Linked DNA regions of Mus musculus: region 2 is linked to region 1. The links are chromatin contacts, called in public HiChIP or PLAC-seq maps. All regions are on one chromosome and are shown on one strand. The core of a region is the stretch at or near the end of the contact, and the rest is flanking DNA. Distances in the headings are between cores, read along the strand shown. Region 1 overlaps Dock5 (dedicator of cytokinesis 5). Region 2 overlaps Dock5 (dedicator of cytokinesis 5).

Evidence for each region. HiChIP or PLAC-seq counts read pairs in DNA pulled down with a chosen protein or histone mark.
Region 2: an H3K27ac HiChIP or PLAC-seq map of embryonic stem cells shows a contact between it and region 1, with 12 read pairs. The contact joins two enhancer-like sites. A contact is called at or near these places in 1 of 115 datasets of contacts at active chromatin or transcription factors (embryonic stem cells) and 3 of 9 other capture datasets (adipose tissue, liver and pancreatic islet).

What each region holds. Positions count from the first base shown.
Region 1 is chr14:67,758,310-67,764,181 of GRCm38.p6, reverse strand. Dock5 (dedicator of cytokinesis 5) reads left to right here. Exons shown (of 52, transcript NM_177780.3): 48 at 856-1,022; 49 at 4,983-5,151. Among named protein-coding and RNA genes, the nearest start is that of Gm52126, 10 kb to the right of the region's middle. Within about 2 kb of position 3,766, at least 54 of the 459 cell types and tissues checked have an H3K27ac peak or open chromatin away from gene starts, as enhancers often do. A contact at or near this core is called in embryonic stem cells, where this site is marked.
Region 2 is chr14:67,885,113-67,890,849 of GRCm38.p6, reverse strand. All of the region lies in intron 1 of Dock5 (dedicator of cytokinesis 5), which reads left to right. Among named protein-coding and RNA genes, the nearest start is that of Mir6539, 28 kb to the right of the region's middle. Within about 2 kb of position 2,604, at least 136 of the 459 cell types and tissues checked have an H3K27ac peak or open chromatin away from gene starts, as enhancers often do. A contact at or near this core is called in embryonic stem cells, where this site is marked.

The DNA of each region.
Region 1 (5,872 bases), core at 2,517-5,016:
TTCTGAGGGTAGGAACAGTTGTAAACTGTATTGCACACTTGACAGATTTCTCTGTCATCTTTGACACACTCTGTGAGGCTGTGTCTCTGTGGGTTTCCCACCTCTCAACCCCCAAGTGCTGAGGGGAAGTAGGCTGCTAACCTCTCTTTTCTCAATCAATAGTGTCACTGGTCCTAGCTCAATGCTGTGTTCTTCTGTCCTTGAGTTCACCTTGTCCTCTCTAACAGCCTTGTTTTGAATCCTTGACTTCCAAATTCTCTCCTCCAATCAGAGCTTTGCACACCTTCCCACTAGAGTCCCCACCCACCCACCCCCAGGACCTTTCTCACGGTCTCTTCCAGTCAACAGTTTACTCAGGCAGCCAGGTGTGGTGATGCACACTCGTGACCTCAGCACCCAGGAGGCTGAGACAAAAGGATGGTTGTGAGTAAGGCCAGGCTGAGATACATAGCTAGCTAGATTCTGCTGCTCTCCCCATCACCAAAAATGCCCACTTCTGTCTCCTTTCTGATACTTAGCCTCCCCCTAGTGCTGTCCAGGCACATGTATGTCTTTTGTGCCCACGTTCCTGGACCATAAGACTGAGCTTTCCTTCAGCCAGCTATACTCCATCCTTGTAGGAACCCAGCCCATGTTAGAAAGCAAAACTTAATAGGATACCACGTGGGGACGGTGATTCCCTGGTGGCACCCTAGGTTTCTAGAGATGCCCCCTGCCCAGCTTAGATTCTACAACCTCCTTAGACTTTGCTCCAAGTCAACATGCCATGATTTCATGAGACCGACAGGGTGGCGGCCCCAGATCATGCTGGCTGTATTGCAGGCTGCTAACCTGAGGGGGCTGCATGTGTTTCAGCCACCCAGCATGACAGAGAGGAAGCCAAGCCGTGCAGGCTCGATGGTACTGCCCTACATCCTGTCCTCCACGCTGCGCAGGCTGTCTGTCACCTCTGTGGCCTCCTCGGTGATCTCCACCTCCTCCAACTCTTCTGACAATGCATCGTCCAGGCCAGGATCGGATGGGTAAGGCTGATTTTTGCACTTGGGGAGAGTAGGACAATATCTTGTGACATTATCTTTGGGCACCAGTGTGAGACTTGGTGTGTTTACACGCCGCTCCTTGGAGGAGAGTAATCCATAGCTGTGGGCTCCTCCACATCTCTTCATGAGGACCACCACTGACCGTACTGTTACTAAAAAATAAAAATGAAATGACAAATTCATATCTTACCACCTACTGAACAACAAACACCTGGTGAGCACAGCTTAATTTCTTATCACGTATTGGTTTTAAAACCACTTCAAACTTAGTTTGCTTCATCAATTAGTCAGAGAACAATATTAGTACAAAATTCCAAAGGCAGAAAATGATACAGCACACAAACACACACACACAAAACCTCTTCATGAGTTTTTAACATTCAGTTTATTAGAAACATCACTAGAGAGTTTCTCGTGTGCGTGTTTGTGTGTGTGCACATGTGCACAGGCACATGTGGGTGCTCTCACACCAGCATGTGTAGAGACCAGAGATTGGTGACAAGGAATCTTCCTCAGTTACTCTCCTCCACCTGATCTTTTGATCCACTGAACCTGGAACTTACTCTGTGATTACACTGGCTGGCCAGTGAGCCCGGATCCCCATCCTTGCCTGCAGTGCTGAGGTTACACTGGCTGGCCAGTGAGCCCGGATCCCTATCCTTGCCTGCAGTGCTGAGGTTACACTGGCTGGCCAGTGAGCCCGGATCCCCATCCTTGCTTGCAGTGCTGAGGTTACACTGGCTGGCCAGTGAGCCTGGATCCCCATCCTTGCCTGCAGTGCTGAGGTTACACTGGCTGGCCAGTGAGCCTGGATCCCCATCCTTGCTTGCAGTGCTGAGGTTACACTGGCTGGCCAGTGAGCCCGGATCCCCATCCTTGCCTGCAGTGCTGAGGTTACACTGGCTGCCAGTGAGCCCGGATCCCCATCCTTGCCTGCAGTGCTGAGGTTACACTGGCTGGCCAGTGAGCTCGGATCCCCATCCTTGCCTGCAGTGCTGAGGTTACACTGGCTGGCCAGTGAGCCCGGATCCCCATCCTTGCCTGCAGTGCTGAGGTTACACTGGCTGGCCAGTGAGCCCGGATCCCCATCCTTGCCTGCAGTGCTGAGGTTACACTGGCTGGCCAGTGAGCCCGGATCCCCATCCTTGCCTGCAGTTCTGTGATTACACTGGCTGACCAGTGAGCCCGGATCCCCATCCTTGCCTGCAGTGCTGAGGTTTAGGTCCACACTGCTTGGCGCAGCTTTTTTTACATGGGTGCTGTAGATATGAACTCAAGTTCTCCTACTTGAACAGTATTTTTCTCACTACAGACATCTTTCCAGCCCCCCAAATCTCATCTTAATCCCTGACTCCTAACCACCAGGACCACCTCAGAACAGATGTGACGATTCCCCAGGGTAGCTCTTTCTAGGAAGTCAAGCGCCTCAATGCATGCTCTTCTCTGTGTTTATTCATATGGCTGTCCCCTAACGTGGCTCTTTAAAACAAGGGAAAACATTTAAGGGTCTGCTCTTCGGGGACGGAAAGATTAAAGTATGTTATTAAATTACAAAGTCGAAGTAAAGAAGTTTGTTTAGCAAATGAATTAATGAGTGAGTAGGAGATGCAAGATAAGTATGTAATTCAGATGGAAACTTTATCAACTGAAAAATACCCCAAGAAAATATTTAGTCATATGCAGTATTAGGTAGGTAGGTAGGTAGGTAGGTAGGTAGGTAGGTAGGTAGGTAGGTAGGTAGGCAGGCAGGCAGGCAGGCAGGCAGGCAGGCAGGCAGACAGACAGACAGACAGACAGACAGACAGGTAGGCAGACAGGCAAGCAAGTAGGCAATCGGGCAGACAGACAAACTGACAGATATTGCTGATATATGATAAAATGATAGAGAGTTGATAGATAGATGCTTAGGTAGAACCTTTTAGAAGGGAAGTTACCTTGAAATGAGATAAAGAACTTTCATACAATTGTTATGGCTAATGCCTACAATCCCAACACTCAAAAAGCTGAGACAGGAGGATGTCTCAAATTTCAGGACTACCTTCAGCTATTGTCTTATTCCCTATTCTATTGCTGTGAAAAGATACCTTGGCCAAGGCAAATCTTACAGTAGAAAGCCTTTAATTGAGGGCCTGTTTACAGTTTCAGAGGGTTAGTCCATTGTGGCAGGGTTGTGGGAGGAGCTTGGTGGCACTCACTGTGGGAACAGTAGCTGAGAATTCCATCCTGATCCACAGGAAGAAAGAGGGAGACCAGAGGCAGACTGGGCTGGGTGTGGGCTTTTAAAGCCTTCAAGCCCACTCCCAGTGCCACTCCTTGATGAATAAGCCATTTTTATGCAAACCACCACAACTGATAGAATGATACGCTGACTAACAGCAACAACAAAGCAGAGACCTCCAAAGAGGAACTTGGAGTCTTAAGGAACTCAGTGTGACCTCAAGCAGACCTCCCTAGAGTTTGTCCTGCCTGCAGTCCTCTAAGCCAGTGACAATACTTAATTCTGGACTGGCTGAAAGAGAGATCTAGCGTTTTTTAAAATCTTAAAGTGATCTACTCAGTGTACTATCTAATACAGGGAGTAACTCTTAATTGCATCCTAATTCAGTCAAGCCACCCATTTAAAAAATTGTAAGAAAATTGGGAAGTTAATTTGAAGATTGTTGCATGAGATTAGGGCATGATGGGGTTGTGGTTATGACCGCGTCTTGTAGAAATGCCCTCTGGAACTATGGTAGGTATGGCACCAGGCAGCCCCTCCCAAGTCATGTAGGGAAGGGTGAGGGCTGTAACTGGGTATGTAGACTAAACAAGACCTGCTCTAAGACGGTCATTTTTGATGATGTGGGACCTGAACATGCGCTTATTATATTATCCATTTTTTTTTTTGCATTGAAACTCAACAAAAACTTTGCCCAATCCAGTTCCAAACCCTTGGACTTGAGTGATCCTCCTGCCTCAGCTTACTAAGTTCCTGGGATATAAGACATAAGACATCATCCTCAGCTGCAGTTATTTTCATTTATGTAATAATAAGTGAAACCAAATTTTATACTTTTTGGATTTTCTTTTTTTCATTAATTATCCATTTATATCTTAAGTTTTTTAAAAATGAGGCTACTCTTTCTATTTTGACTGCCAAAAATGTCTGTCCTTACCTATAATATGCTTGTTACATATCCAACTCTCTCCTCTACGTGTAGTGTTTGATCATGATTCCTGATGGATTAGTTTTCATTATGGGACTTGGAAATCTACTGTTATACCTAGTGGACATTTTTCAAACATTTTGCAGATAACAAATCTAAGACATTGTGCCCAGATTGCCCACTCTTTTACTCTATGGGTTCTGTCCTTATCTCGTCCCTGGGAAGAATAAATACTGGTGGGACCTGAGGAGATGGTTTCCTCAGTAAAGCACCTACTACACAGACGTGAGGACCTGGATTTGGATTCATAGCACCCACATCAAGGCCAGATGGGACAGCACACATATAGAACCCCAGTGCTAGAGTTGAATGGTGATATGCAGATTCTGATAGCTCATTGGCCAGCCAGGCCAGCCAATCAGTGAGCTCTTGATTCCATAAGGATCTCGGTCTTGACAAATAAGGTGGAAAGAGGAAGACACTCCATGTTGACCTCTGACCTTCACATGCATGCTTTCATGCCTGCATGTGGCATGTACACACATGCACACATCCACAGGAGAACAAATATATAACACACGGGAGAGGGTAAATATTCACTAATATTTTCTCTCTTTCAGATGATAGTCTCATTTCTGGACATTTTACCCTGAGTTGTTTGTTTGGTTGTTAAGACTCTGGGAACCTGAGAAGTTGGGTGAAGATGGAGTTGAGGGTCTTGCTGGTGCTTTGGAGTGAAGGCTTATCATTCTGGGATTAATGTTTTGTGACTTTTGTCCTCCTTCCCGGCTGACAGGTCCATCCTGGAACCCCTGTTTGAACGCAGAGCTTCATCGGGTGCCAGAGTTGAAGATCTGCCACCCAAAGAAGACAGTGAGAACCGGATTAGCAAGTTCAAGAGGAAAGACTGGAATCTGAGCAAATCACAAGTCATTGCAGAGAAGGCTCCAGAACCTGATGTGATGGTAAAGGGAGGAGGGCAGGGAGGGAGGGGGGCAGGGAGGGAGGGAGGGAGGGAGGGAGGGAGGGAAAGAAGGAAGGAAGGAACAAGAGCAAGCAAAATCTGCCTCTCAGCCGACACCTGTTCATTGACTGCACAGCAGTGAATTACAGATAAAAGCCTGGCTGCAGCTAGCTAGTCTCAGGACACCGCAGCCTGTGCTGGTGTCAAAGCACAGATGGCAGGAAGAAACGCATAGACAGAGAGGCTCAAGTCTCCAAGTCAATGTTGGCACAAGATCTCATCCCCCACGGTGTAAACACGTGGGTTGCACTTGGAACTGTGGCTCTTGCCACTGTGTTTCATGAGTCAGTGCCAACATTTTCATTCCACTTTTGAACTTTAAACCAGCCACGTTTTCCTCTTCCATAAGCCATGTCAAGTTGTTAAGTGTTTGTGACATCCAACTTTTGCTGAGAGTCCAGGTAGTTTCTTTCCAACTTAGATGGCTCAGTGTATGTGGTCAGGATCAAGCCAGTGGCCAGATCAGAAGTTACCTGTATCTTGGAGTCATTCCCAGCAGGTACCTCTGCCCAGTGCCTGCTGGGTAACGATGCAGTAATCTTAAAAGTGACAATTGGAGAGGGGAGCATGGATGGGTCAGTAGGCAAAGCACTTGCCACAGCTAGTGTGAGCATTGGGTGGACGTCACAGCTTACATGCAATTTCAGTGCATGGCTAAACTA
Region 2 (5,737 bases), core at 1,355-3,854, 130 kb before region 1:
CATGTCTCCTTAGAGCTGAGACTCCAGGCATATGTTAATGAGCCTGGTTTCTCCACTGCAGTCTTTGTGGTTTTTTGGTTTTTCGAGACAGGGTTTCTCTGTGTAGCCCTGGCTGTCCTGGAACTCACTTTGTAGACCAGGCTGGCCTCCAACTCAGAAATCCACCTGCCTCTGCCTCCCGAGTGCTGGGATTAAAGGCGTGCGCCACCACACCCGGCTCCCCTGCAGTCTTATGAGAGCGTTTGTGATTGGATGTTCTGGGCTTCTTTCTCTCTCGTGTGCCTAAAACTGTCTTAGTTAGAATCAGAGCCTCGCCCCTCTGTTTTCCTCTTATTTTGATTACCAAGAAGGAGTTGAGTGAAAAGGAACAGAAGGTCAGTGAGACAGACAGACAGACAGATAAACCAACGATCCTCAGATGGAGAGGTCTGATGAAGAGTGTTGCTGGCCGTTCTGACTCACACCGTGGCTCCTCCCTTGAGTCATTACAGAAATGCTTGGAAGAGATAGGAGGCAGAGAGAGAACTTAGATACTAAGACATCCCAGATCGAAGTGCCGCTTCTTCCGAGTAACACTTAGCTTCCTACAGTAAAATGCACCCCGCACCCCCATACCCATCAAATGCAGGCCACTGTCCAGCAACCCAGGAAGGACTTGGAAGATCACCTCATCCTCTGATTGCTCCAGTCCTTCTTGATTGGCAGTTTTCTTTCGGTGGCTGCTGACGTAGGTGAGCACTACAGCGTCCATCCTTAAGGATTTCGGGTGCTGTTGTACTCTAAGTAGGAAGCTGAGCAGGGAAAGGAAGAGGACAAAGGAGAGGGCAGGTGACTGCCCTGGAGTCAGTGCCTGCTAGGTGTTAGTCATAGTCCGAGGGCCGCCGCTCAGATTCCCCTTTCTGGGCTCTACAAACCGTATGAGTAATGGGCTGTGACCCTCTGTTCTTAGATGAGGAAGCTGTGGGGTGAAAAGTCCCTGTGTGTGTTCGTATCCCACGGACATTTTTGTTCTGTAATTTTGAATTGCTGTGTTTCAGCTCTCCTCTCATAAAAGATTAAACCTAATCTCATGTTAGTTTAGGTGAGGTAGGCTTTTAGTACCAGCTCTGGTAATCTATAGTTGGGCTAATCTCTATCAAGGTCAAGACAGTCCACCTATAAACTTATATAGGATCTTCAGATTAGAAACTTCTGGAATTTAGGTGGGGGAGAAGGCTCTGCTGTTCTAAGCACTGGCTGCTCTTCCAGAGGAACTGGGTTCAATTCCCCACGCCCACATGGCAGCTCACAACTGTCTATACTTCCAGTTCCAGGGCCTCTAACACTCTCACATAGGTATACGTGGAGGCGAAACACTGATGCACATAAAATAATAATAAAAACAACAAAAAAGAAGCTTCTGGAATAATAGCCAGTAAGTTTGTCGTGACAGCCACTGTTCTTCTGAGTGCTTGAGAAATGAGAAACCTGGAAGCTCCTGTTCCTCTTGGGCGAGGGCACTGTTGTTAAGAACTGCAGCAGGCATCTGATTGGAAGCCCCTGGCTCCGGCACGTCAGCGCAGGATGGGACATGGCTATCGCAGTGCACATAGGCCAGTTTGAAACCTGCTTGTTGGCGTGAAGTGATGGACTTTTTGTACTTCTTGGTAGGATGCCTGTTGTCGAATATCATTTTCTCGCCATTATTGTGATGTTATATCTCAGATTAAAAAAATTCCATTTGGCCTTTAAGAATATTAGTGCATTAAAGCCAGAATGAATGTCAAAGATAGTTGCGGCTCTTTATAGTCTTGATAAAACTAATGGCCAAACCCAGATAGATAAATATAATAATGAAAAACAACAACAACAACAAAACAAATGTAGTGGTACAGGCCTATCCTGCCTTGGGGACCGAGGTAGGAGACCTTGTCACATGCACACACATACAGAGAGAGAGAGACAGACAGACAGACGGATAGACAAGGTTCAAAATGGAGATGAATAAGTCCATTAATCACCTTAATATTCAGACTAGCGAAGGACTCAGCTTGGGACGGTATCCTTTGCTTGGCTGGACACTTCTGAAGATTCTATCTATAAAAAAAATTAAAGGTTCCAGTTGTTCCTTGGGGGACTATAATTTGGGAACTCGTGAAAGATCTCAATTCATTAGAAAGATTTATAGCTCGTGGCCAAAAACTTCTTCAAAACTGGTCCTATTTGCAGCTTCTAAAAGTGTTCTTTTGATTGCTTCTTATGCAATTTTCAATTTTCTTTCATCTTCAGACCCCCCCCCCCCTTGTATAAGCCTCGTTTCAAAGAAAAAGCTAAATCTAGGATTTGGTGGGATGCAGACTTATTTTACATTTGTAGACATACTGTCTTGTCTGTTTGGCTCTGCAAAAACTACACTTTCCTGGTATAAACAGTAAGCTGCTTAGGGAAGAATTCCAGCAATTTGTCTCTCCCAACCTTGTACAAAGCAGTCAGGGAAGCAATTTTTATGCAGCCGACTCCCTATTCTTGTTTAATTTCCTCAGACAAAACAAGAGCTTGCGGTGGTGCCTGCCAGTTCAAAGCAGCTCTTCTCTCTGGCCTGGATTGTCACTTCATGAATCAGGAAGCTGGAGCTAACGGCCCTTGAGTCATCCAGTCTGGTTCTTGTTTTATAGATGAGAAACTGAGGTCTAGATTAAGTTAAGTCCTTGAAAGGCATGCTGTTTGCAAATGAAAAAAGGGGAAGAAAAAAAGAGTCTCGAATTCTGCTCTGTTTAATTTAGGACATCCTAGCTTCGCTCTTTCCCTAGCTGTCCCTTTCACTTTCTGGGGATTTGTTGTTTTGTTTTGAGAAGGGCTCTCCTGTAACCAAGTCTGGCCTCAGCTTTCTGTGTAGGCAAGGGTGAACTGATTCTCCCGCCTGCCATCTCCTTCCCAGAGCTGGGATTATGGCATGTGCTGCCATGCCTGGTTTATGTTGGGCTGGGGGTTGAACCCAGGGCTCATGTGTAAGTGCTCTTTGCCACCCTTGCTACATCCCCAGCGTTTGTTCAACTCTCTCTCTCCCTCCCTCCCTCCCTCCCTCCTCCCTCCCTTCCTCCCTCCCTCCCTCCCTCCCTCTCTCCCTCCCCCCCTCCCTCCCTTCCTTTTAAAAATAATGGCTGGAGAGTTGGCTCAGTGGTAAAAGGCACTTCTCCTTATTATGAAAGACCCAGGTTTGATTCCCAGCCCCCACATGGAGGCTCACCACCTCCCCAAGCCCCAAGGACACATAATGCACATAATGTACAGGCATTGATATTTACAATAATTTAAAAAATTTCATTTTATGTGCATTGGTCGGTGTTTTGTCTGCATGCATGTCTGTGTGAGGGTGTTGGATCCCTTGGAATTGGAATTACAGACAATTGTGAACTGTCATGTGGGTGCTAGGAATTGAACCCAGGTCCTTTAGAAGAGCAGTCACTGCTCTTAACCACTGAGCTATCTCACCAGTCCTTTGTAACAATTCTTTGTAACAATTATTCACGGTCTAGAATGAAAACATTAGTTTCTCTCCTAGGTGCACTTATCCTGTGCTTAAAACAGTATCAGGCTAGCACAGGGTGATCACCAGCCATGGGTTTGTATGATAAAGGATGGCTTTAGAGCTAGCAATTCCATTTAGTGAGAGAAATCTTGGTTGTAGACTATTCCAGGGTACGCTGTTACTGTTACTGGCCATCATGGGCTGAGGTAACTGTACTGTCTCACCGAGAGCCTTGCTGCTGCCAGGCTGAATTTAGTGCTTAGTGCTTTCTTTCCTGTTGCATGCTGTGTGGTTTGGCAGAGTTGTGTAAGAGTAGCTGCAGGGGAAATCTGAGGTGTCCTCAGGTGAGGGAAGTGGAGGGCGGGGCTCTCAAGATCTGAGTTGGAAGGACCGGATTGTAAGTGACTGCAGTCTTGTTTACACTTTTACCCAGAGACATGAATGGGATAGAGCACAGGTGTTTTGGCCCATTTCTGAGGAACACTGCTGAAGAAATCTGTCCCCAGTAGGAATTATACATGTTTTTTTCTTGTGTGATCAAGTATCTGGGGGGTGACTTCTGATAACCTATCTATTCCTGTGCAATGGGAAACCACAGGTGCCGTTTTGGAAAGAAGCAGAAACATGGTTGCATTGGGGGAAGAAGGGCGAATGACTGGACTGTCTTGTGTGTTTTATAGAAGAGTTATAAATAATATTTACAAATACTTTTTTTTTGGAAAATGTGTGCATATTCAATGGAGTTTTTATTCGGCCATTAAAAAGTAAGAATGAAATTATGTATTTGCAGGGAGATGGATACAAGTGTAGAGCCTTGCATCAGCAGTCAGTCAGCCTGAGAATGACAGATGTTGTACTCTAAATGCATATGTGTATGTATGTATATACACACACATGCATGTATATGTAATGTGAAAGTAGAAAGAGTATTTGAAAGGAACAAGGGCACTAGGGATGGAGGAGTGGAGGTGGGAAGACAGGTTAATAGGATATTAAAAAAAAAAGACAAACTATATGCTTAAAATGTAGAATAAGGAGTGGAAAACATGGCTCAGATATTAGAATGCTGGCCGAGCATGCTCAAAGGCCCTAGGTTCAATCACATGGCATACACTGTACGTGGGTGGCAACAAGCCTGCTATCCCAGCCCTGGGAAGATGGAGACTGGGGATATAAAGATACAGAGCGTTAGGATATATAGATATAGATATATAGCGTTAGGAGGATAACATGGCATATGGTGATGCTTAAAATAAATCAATATGTAAACAAGTCAAGAGTTGTCATCTGTACCTTGGATTACTCTTTGGGTTATGTCTAAGTCTCTGTCTCATGAGTAGTTGGCTGAAGGCAGTCTAAAGACAGGTCCACATTCGGGAGGGCCTCACCTCCTCATTGTGGCCGGCAGATGCACAGGACTAGCTGGGATTGCTAACTGGGATTTCTGCAAGGGGAAAGCTGTGGTACTTCAGAGAAGAGAGATGTCATGCAGGGTGGAGAGGGGTGCTCAGGGGCTGTTTGTGGAGTCGAATTGTGGATGTGAGATTTGGATTGTTCTAACGAAGAGAGCGGCGGTGTTTAAGACAGGAGCTGAACATCAATTTTTAAGGAGATTATAAGTCTCTTTGAAAGAAATTATATTATGTGCACAGCTGTTTTGTCTGCATGTGTCTCTCTGTACGAGATATGCTGGGTGCCTGTGGAGGCCAGAAGAGGGCCTACTAGCCCCTGGACTGGAGTTACAGGTGGTTGTGAGCCCCTTTGTGGGTGCTGGGAATTGAACCCAGGTCCTCTGGAAGAGCAGCTGGTGCTCTTTAACTGCAGAGCCATCTCTCCAGCCCCTGAGCATCCGAAAGTATTGGCCAGAGAAGAGGGTGAGTTTGACAGACAGTAGAGGAAAAGTGCAGCCTTAATTATAGGGCTGGAACATTTGGAGATTGCTGGTCTTTGGTTGTGAGTGTGTGTGTGTGTGTGTGTGTGTGTGTGTGTTTGTGTGTGTGTGTGTATACTCATGTGTATATGCGAACGTGCATGTGTATGTGCAAATATGCACACCTGTATTTCCCCAGTCCCAGGTAGGTGCTTTTACCTGGAGCCAACAGCAGGAGACTGCCTTTGAGAGCCTCTGCTTACTTTCCCGTGACTAAGAATCAGGAAGAGTGAAGATGGTCATTACCCAGCCTGTGACAAAGTGGCCTCACTACTTCCTGTTTCCATGGAGGAGGGGTG